Linked DNA regions of Anas platyrhynchos: region 2 is linked to region 1. The links are chromatin contacts, called in public Hi-C maps. All regions are on one chromosome and are shown on one strand. The core of a region is the stretch at or near the end of the contact, and the rest is flanking DNA. Distances in the headings are between cores, read along the strand shown.

What was found. Hi-C and Micro-C count contacts between places; a contact is called where the count stands out from the background.
Region 2: a contact with region 1 is called in a Hi-C map of F5 follicle, with 2.2 times the contacts expected there. The contact joins two enhancer-like sites. A contact is called at or near these places in 2 of 8 Hi-C or Micro-C datasets (F5 follicle and small yellow follicle).

Annotation. Positions count from the first base shown.
Region 1 is chr1:6,877,916-6,882,487 of IASCAAS_PekinDuck_T2T, reverse strand. All of the region lies in intron 3 of CAMK1D (calcium/calmodulin dependent protein kinase ID), which reads right to left. Among named protein-coding and RNA genes, the nearest start is that of CCDC3, 110 kb to the left of the region's middle. Within about 2 kb of position 3,142, at least 4 of the 8 cell types and tissues checked have an H3K27ac peak or open chromatin away from gene starts, as enhancers often do. A contact at or near this core is called in F5 follicle and small yellow follicle, where this site is marked.
Region 2 is chr1:6,919,566-6,923,962 of IASCAAS_PekinDuck_T2T, reverse strand. All of the region lies in intron 8 of CAMK1D (calcium/calmodulin dependent protein kinase ID), which reads right to left. Among named protein-coding and RNA genes, the nearest start is that of CCDC3, 68 kb to the left of the region's middle. Within about 2 kb of position 1,787, at least 5 of the 8 cell types and tissues checked have an H3K27ac peak or open chromatin away from gene starts, as enhancers often do. A contact at or near this core is called in F5 follicle and small yellow follicle, where this site is marked.

The DNA of each region.
Region 1 (4,572 bases), core at 1,893-4,392:
GGATGTACAGCATCTATAAGTTCAGGAAAGAAATGTTGGAGGTATCATTGACAGCTCCTTGAAATGGTCTGTGGCTATGAGAAAGCAAGCAGAAGGTTTGAGAGGAAATTGAATGCAAAGGAGAAAATATTTTCTCCCTGTAAACACCCACGGTTCACCCACACCTTTAACATTTTGACAAATTTCATCTCACCCAAAGTAGAATGTCTACAAAATAAGCTCCTATATGTGAGGCTATCGCCCTCAGCTCCTTCAGCCAATGCAAAGAAGGAGGCACTTCTAGGGTGTGATGCTGCTGGGTTCACACTTCAGAATAAGTCAAACAGAAGTGTCCATTTCTGTGTTCATTCAGATAAATCCCACTTTGACGACCTTTTCTAGAAAAAAGCCTGGAAGATGCTTTGGTTGCCTCATCATGGAAAAGTACAGTCAAACCAGGAAAGTACAGAGAAAAAAAAATGAGTAGCCAGCATGTCCATGAAAAGAGAGGTCAAATTAACAAAGAAAAGAGGTGACAGAAGAGATACGATAGAGCTCTACCAAATCATGAAAAGAATAGAGGATGAAAAAGGGAAATAGAAGCAATTATTTCACACCATGCATGAGAAATGTGGACCTAGCAGAATTAGCAGGTGGTGGATTTAAGGCAGAAGCCTTTGTCATCTGAGGAGCAATCCTAGAAGAGATGAATCCTTGGTATGACCCAATAAAACAATGCTCATGTTCTTATCTTCGTGCTCATCGAATTAATTACCGAATTATTCACTCAACTTTGGCCTGAATGTGCATACCTACATTAAGGCAGTCTTTTGATTCACTCATTTAAAATCAAATATGACAGATTCATAGATTTTAAAGCCATTATGATAATTCAATCTGACCTCAGACAAAACAAAGACAGTACAATTTTTGCCTCAGATCCATAGCTCCTGGCCAGGCAAAAGACTATCATTTAGCAAAGTGTCCAGACTTGACTTAGATGATACTGCTAATCCCTTGTCTGCTTTGTCCAGTGGTTAATTACACGCACTGGCTAATTACATTGGGTTTCTTTCCAATGATAATTTTTGATAACCCATCATTGGATCCCTTTAAACATTGACTCCAGGCTCCTTAGATATTTGCTCTTTAGAGCAACCTTCCTCTTTTTAGGTTTTGGTAACTTCATTCTTCCTTATTCTGATGTTTCTCCCCCCAAAAAAATGATATTCAGCAGCTACTTTTACAGCCTCTGTGAAATGATGCCTAGGAGCTGAGTGCACACACAGTGATGCTGATTTCTGGCTTTTCATTTGGAAAAGAGAGTTACCATGCTGAAAATTTTTGCTTACATCCGCATCAGTAATGATCTGGCCATGCCTGGTCCAGATACGGACCAGTACTAAATATCCATATTTCAATACTGAATGAACTAAATAAAATATAGAGTCTCCAATTACCACTCTCTTCTGAATATCATTTGTTCGGTCCTACACCTTACTACATCTCATGATGTTTATCTCACTACTGTTCAATTAAAATATTCCCATTTTCTACAGTGGAGACTGATTTTTTTCCAATATTGAGGTAGAGACCAAACTGAATTATTACAGCTTGGATGCAGCCTCAGCTAAATAAAACTTATGCGGCTGTTTAGAGCAATATTATATCCTTAGTCAGTAAATTCAGTTTCCACTGGAGCTGCAAAGCCATTTGTAATGTCATTGTAAGAACCAGGAGTAACAGAAATTGAATTTGGAAACCCCTAGATCGTATGCAAGTGGATTACTCTCTTAACCAATCTTCTCTAAAGAGGGGACAGCGGACATGGGGCACGGTGAGCAAGGATGACCTGCACACACAATCAACCCAAAGCTGTTAAAAACAGTTTATGGCAAAATACTGCTCTAAACCCCACTGCTCCAACCCCTCTGCAATCCACAATGCCGAGCACACCCTACCCTGTCCCATATGAGACTTCCCTCTCACCTACCCCATTCATTGCAATTTTTCGTGTTACCCATTCTTTCCCAGCTCCATGCAGGAAGCCTGGCAGAGGATGTGTTCGTGATGGGCCAGGAATAGTGCTCGTGACTAAAGGTCCACATCTAATTGCAGCTTGCCAGCTGCCTTCTCCCACTGTCAGAGAATTTCCAAGCTGTGCCCCTTGCACAGATAAGGCATGTTGGGGGCCAGGAGGACCTGCTGATTTACTGTGCTTTGGTTGGAGGGTGGGCAGCACAAATACTCTCTCATGGCCCCAAGAGAAGATTTATGATGCACAAAAGAGACATTTTCTTACAAAAATAAAATAATAATGATAAGAAATAAAAACCCATATCTGGCCTTAATTCCTCATACTAGAAAAAAAAAAAAAAAAAAGCAAAAAAAAAAAAAAAAAGCAAACCCCAAACCCTCAGTTGAGCATGTGAGCCACCAAGGAGCTATTTCTGCTCTTCAGTTATTCCTCATGAATTCCACGAGGAGACCCTGACCATGGTGTCCCCATGGGACATGGGAGGAATGAGGTGCCACCAGCAGCCGACAAAGCCCCAGGCAAAACTGGCCAGCAGAAAGGACAGCCTCCAAAAATGATGGGAATCCACTGAGTGAAACCAACTGGGCACGGAGATAAAAGGACGATGCTGCCAACCCCTCGTGCTTGCTCAGTCCCGTTCAGAACTGCAGACCCGAACCAGGTGCCACAGCCGCAAATCTATTGGTTTTATTCCATGCAATAACCGACTTTTTATTCTGAAAGGATAAGCCCTGTCTACTCCTGCAGGAAAAGCATTTGTTGAAAGATAAAGTCAGAGCACAAAACACCAGAGAGAGAGTTTTCAGAATGTCCTGCAGAAAAGAAATGTGCCTTGGGCTTATTTTAATAATTCTTCAATTGTTGCCTTACTGGTGGCTGATTTAGTCCAGGCCATTGAGATGTTTCTAATGGAAATCATCAATTTATCATGGAGATGAATTCCAAGAATCTAATCATGCAGATGAAAACAGACACATGTTCAAGCTAACAATGAAGACTCCAGGAAAAGAGGGAAGATTTTTTATATCTGTTATTTTTAAAGGTAGCTATTTGCTCCTGCCTCTTAACAGTGCAGGCTGGCCAACTGCCAGGCCTTCTGTTTTTTACTGGGTCTGTCCCATGGCCTTGGGAGAGACTGTAAATATCTGCTTCTACATTATTGCTCCAAGGCTGCTGTCTACTCCAGCACTTCACAGAGTTGCCTTGACAGAGAAAACAAAAGTCTCTGGCTAATTCTTCGTTAATCAGCACAAGTCTCCCCATGGTAATTTTATTTTCAGGAGAGCAAATCAATGCCAATAAGCAAATCCTTACAGTTCGTGCTCAATTGTTTAGGAGGTTGTGTTACCGTCCCCTTGTCTATTTCCCTAAAATGTTTCAGTAGGTGAATTAATGACAAACTGGAGAATCTGATGGTTGAAAAAACAAAGCCATAACTGATACAAAAAATAATCTTTACTGGGAAGAAAAAAAAAAAAAAGAGCAAAACTGCACCAGCTGCTCTCAGATGCTCTTCAGAAACCACATCCAGAAGCCCAATACAGCACCATCCAAAGCCTCCTCTCTACCTTACAGCAAGTACCTGGGTCATCTTCTCAAGGTCTGACCAGCAGCTTGAAGATACTGCTGGTGCTGGGTGACACTCGTGCCCATCCCACATGAGAGCACCATGAAAATCCCCCTCTCAGGAGCAGCATCCCAAAGGCAGTTCCTTGAAAGCACCATCCCAAAGCAGAATGAGTGAATAGTGAGGACACAGTCCCTATTTCCCACAGCCCACAAAGCATCCAACAGGACTATCCCAAAGCCCCCCCCAAATCTTGCTGCCTCCTGCTCTTTGCTGTGCCCCATGCAGTTTTCCCTTAAGCTTTACCTCCTGGGGACCATACAGGATATAATTCCCCCATGTCTCACATTTCATACTTAAACTGCCCCATAAAATCCCATTCATGAGCAACCCTGAAGCAACAGCGAAAACCTAAGCTGTGAAACTGCATCACCTTCAGATTACAGCTGTAACTGCCCTCCCAGCTCAGCCTTGCTGCTCTCAAGAGAGGTTCGTGGCAGGAGATGACCCAAGAGCATCATTTCTGCCAGCCACAGACAAGGTGCAAGCCAGCTCACACAGTCTGAGACCTTATCCCACCTCTGGGGGACATAAATCTTTGTGCTGATGGGCATGATGCTAACGTGCTCTGAGATGCCACCACAACAGCTCAGGACATTTCATAGGGACTCCATTTACATTTACTTGCTGTCTACTTCATTTGGCCGGTGTAAGATCTGATAACATCCTGGGCATTTCTGCAGGTAAAAGCATGACTTCACCATTTCAGCTGTGATATAAAAAAAAATAAGGCTTTAATCTTCCTTTTTCATGCTACAGTCATACTCTTAAGTGCCAGTCCTAGCTCCTTAGCATCTTTTGCATGTGTTATAAACACAGCTATGTGAAAATTAAAACCAAAAGTTCCTCCTCCACCTCAAATCAAAACTAAAGCAGTGATTAGATCAAGCCCAATGTGAAAATTAAAATCAGAAGTTCCTCCCCCATC
Region 2 (4,397 bases), core at 538-3,037, 43 kb before region 1:
GCCCAAAACATAGCCCCAGCTGCCAAAGCTGGCTGTGGGATTGCTCTCCAAGCCGCCTCTGAAGAATTATCCTGTTAACAGTGCAACGCTGTAACATGAGGACTGTGCATTTATACTGTACTTTGCACTTGGAGGATCTTCAATCTTATAAATCTTATAAAATACTCACAGTGTTATAGTGCTTAGAGTATAGTTTTACTTCTAGGAAACCAGAAGAAAAGTTAGTACTCATTCTCTGGCGCGTTTTGCTGGAGATGTGGTGGCTTAAGTACTGAGGTGAAAGAGATGGAAGTTAGCAGGTAGAAGTCATATCTTTTATACAATCAACTGGTAGAGTTTGAAAAGTCAGATGAGCTTTTGGGCACACAAATTCACCCTGAGGTGGGGATCATGAGCGTCATCACATCTGTACTAAATCTGTTTATTCATGAAACTCAGTTACCATGCTGAGAAGTTGACGCATGAAATCTAGTAGAGATATTGGTTTTAGGGCATGTTATAATCTCCCTTCCACTTTTCTCTAACTCCCCATATCTAGAAGATATAAGCCGTCTTGCTTTTTCTTTTAGGACAGAAACAGCTTAGCATTTTTTCTTCTTCCTCCCTCCCCTGCACATATCATTCTGCTACAGGAATCTGCTCCACTTGCCTTGAGAAACAGCCATCTTCTCTTTCAGAGATAAGCAAACTGATGCATATCTACTCAAACCCTGAGCAATAGTTCTTAACTTTGCAGTTCACTTTGATGTTAACTGTGTCAGCGCTGAGGTTTCATTGTTTCTACCAACTATACGTGTTGGCCCACTAAAAGATTTTACTTCTACCTACCACACACTTACACAAAAACAAAATTAAATAAATCTGAACAATCAGAAGCAATCTATTATCATGCTGACCATCACCCGGGACTGAGCAAGGACTCATGACCCTAACTGGGACCTGACTTTTCTCTGGGGGACCCTATTCTGCAGCTACATCCTGACTGCTCTTTGGGGAACTTCGTGCTGAAGCTGGTCTTCCATCAAGTCACAAATATATGAGTGCCTCAGCACAAAGAATCAGCTACCAAGGTCCACTATCTGAATACTGTCCATCACAAATACTTCCACTGAAGCTAATAAGGACTCTGCTCATGAATAACCATAAAAATATGGTCCTGTACAAGAGAGGAATGTAATCTAATGATCAGATATTATTTCAAACTTATGTTAGCTTTTTTTTTTTTTTTTGGTTCCAAGCTATCACAGCAATTTATCTAGATATAGCACTTCTAAGCTTTGAAAGGAACATCCAACAAAGACAAAAACAGTAAGTTTCCTTTTAGATGGTTCTTTGTTAGCATACTGCAAGCATATGTCTGTTGCACGCCGCGTCCTCCCTGCCCATGATGGCAAGCAGAGTCTTTCATCTAGCATTATTTTCTGACCCTTCATACTCACTGAAGGCAGCCAACTCAAACGCCGTGCTGGCCAAGCAGTGCTTGGAAATACTCTTGAGTATGATGACAGGAAGCGTGGAGTTAACTGGAATGGATAAGGCTGAAGGATCACAACTCTTCTATACATGCACGCACACACACATATATGCACAGATACACACATGCATGTGTATAAATATACACACACGCATACGGTATCAGTGGTGCTCCAAAATAAATAGAGTGTGGGGATGAACTCGACAAGGGTTTGATTTAATGTTGTAAACATCAGCAGTTCCCTTCAGAGAGCCCTTTTCGCACTTCAAACAACATTGTCTGAGAACTGAGCTCTTTGTAAACCATGTCCTTTCCCTGGGTGGAAATTATTATCTGGCTCGTGCTCTCTGGCACATAATAAACACACAGGGTCATGGTCACAATTTGCAGGGGTTCGATCCTTGCCAAAGCTTTGCGATTCCTGACGTAGGTGGGGATGGATGTCGGCACGTCCCAAGTATCCGCTCTCCCTCCCCATGAGCAGTGGGGAAGGTGAAGGCCACGCTTGTATCCACTAACACAGGTGTCACAACAATTTAGGTGCCACAACCTCCTTCCCTCCAGTTATGCAGTTAATATAAGGAGGCGATACATATAACACCCTTCAATTTCCACGTCCCCAGTTGTCTGCAATGCTGTAACCAGCAGCAGCACACTGCTCTAAATCCTATTTAAGGTCACTTGGGAAATGCGTGACAAAGCAAATAAGTTCACAGCACATCTTCCAGCTCCCACTTCAGCTTCTTAACTGCTGGGCCTTCTCCTCTCCCTATGAGGACTCTTTTTTCTTTCCCCCTGGGCCAAGGCTGAATTTGGGGCCAGCCCTGGGGCACACAGAACCCAGCTTGACCTGATGGGGAGCACAGTGTGGTCCTACAGCTGGAAAAAACAGATCCGTGGATTTCTGCTGCTTGCCCTTAATCACTGCAGCCTGAGCTGCTGCCTTAAACAGGATGTGGGTTTTGACATGGCAATATATTTAATAAACTTAATTGCTGTCATTAATATGAGCTCGGGAAACATTAAAATGTATCAAGCTGCAGCAAAATTACCCCACTTTTTTGGTACCTTCATTTTCCATGTCCTTTTCGAAAAGTCACAATGGAACAATGAAATAGAACATTGCACCTTTGCAACACATCATAAACAGTGCAAACTTCGGCGAAAGATATGCTATAAAACAAATCACTTTTCCAATGGAAAGCATAAGTCATCTGTATATTAAACTGGAGAAATCTGTATAAATGCACAGATTGTGCAGGCTGCGGTGTAATCATTATACCAACAAGCCTTACATATTGTACTGTTTCTGCTACCATACTTCACTGCAATTATTAGCCTCCTTTTCTGCCAGCTCCAAGTTTAACATACTGTCCTCCTGCCAAGGCCGTTTGATTATAAATAGCAAAACATCACGTAAATGCAGGCATGTGGGGAGCAGATACAGCACAGAAAAGTGGGCCATTAGGAAGAAGTATTTACTTTTTTTAGGGTCTGATCCTGTACAAACATTTAGTCATGTGAATAGCTGGCTATTCTTGAGCATTTTCCTGAAATTCCAGGAGATTATTAACCTTAAAGGCACAAATGCAATATCTTGCAAGATCTAGTTCTTGGAAACCTTATCAATTTACTTGTTTGAGTAACTAAAATCAGTGGAATATTTTGGAATCAGTTTGATTTTCACAAATGTTATACATTGAAGCAAACAAAATCTCATGACCGGGTTGCCAATTTATGTATAGATATATATTTTTATCACATTGAGATTATATCTATGTGTTTAGAAGTATTCATGATTTGACATATTTCTTCCTAATTTATGGCTGATCCCAAAGATCTGGCACTGCAGGAAAAGTTTTATGCAGGAGGAAGTAAAAGGGGAAAGCTAGAAATTGTCACTACATGGAGCCACCTCCTCATTTATGCTTCTCTACCTGATCATCTCCTCCAACCAAGCCAGGAGACTTATCCACTTACACTAATTTTGATCACATGCAGAAGATAACACAATGCAAACACTATGGAAGGTGAGGTTGCAACAGGGAGGTATGCTGAAAAATACGTGTTTAGACAAAAAGATGGGATAGGATGTCCCCATTATAATAGTCACTGTAGCCTCTCTGTTGGCTAAACACTTGCACCCTTGTCCCCAACTTCTATGACACTAAATACAGCCACAAGACAGAGGAACTCAAGCCTAGACTTGCTGGAAGCTTATATCCAGGCTGAGAGAAGGACATAGTTGACCACTGAGAAGAACCATCAAGCTCTCCACCTCCTCCTCCGCATTGGAAGGGGAGGGAAGGATGCCATTGCAACAGATATAATGGCTAAAAAGAGAGAAGGAACAGTAAAAGCCTCATTATTTCCTGGCATAAGCAATCCGGGTGGAAAATGCTTCTTGAGCAATGGTTTGGCAAAATGAGGTCTCACCACTAACTCTGAAATAACAGATGATATCTGGGAGAGCAGCCTCGATGATCCAAAAAGGCGATCGAGCAGTGTTTATCACTACAGGATCCAGACCCTCCAAGAATCACAGCACCTCTCTCCAGAGAGGTCCAAAACAGCGACATTTATGTTACAGGAAGATTTTCAAGAGCAAGGGGGAAGGAGGCATTGAGACCTCTGCTCAGGAGCACATTGGGGAGGACAAAGGCAGATCCGAAGCCATTTTTCTGGATATGCTCATGCATTGCTTTCACTGCACAACCCTCCTTCTGCTCTTTAATCCACTGACACGTACTGCCTTCGCCACCTGCTGTGCTCTGCAGATCATGTGGGAGAGAGGTGGATTTGGGAATTTTGCAGGCAGCCCTGTAAATGAACCACTGCCTTGCAAAGTCAGACTGGCAGAAAAAGACCCCGGCCACAGAAACGGGGGAAATCCCTTTTTGGAGGGGGGTTTCTTCAACGGAAG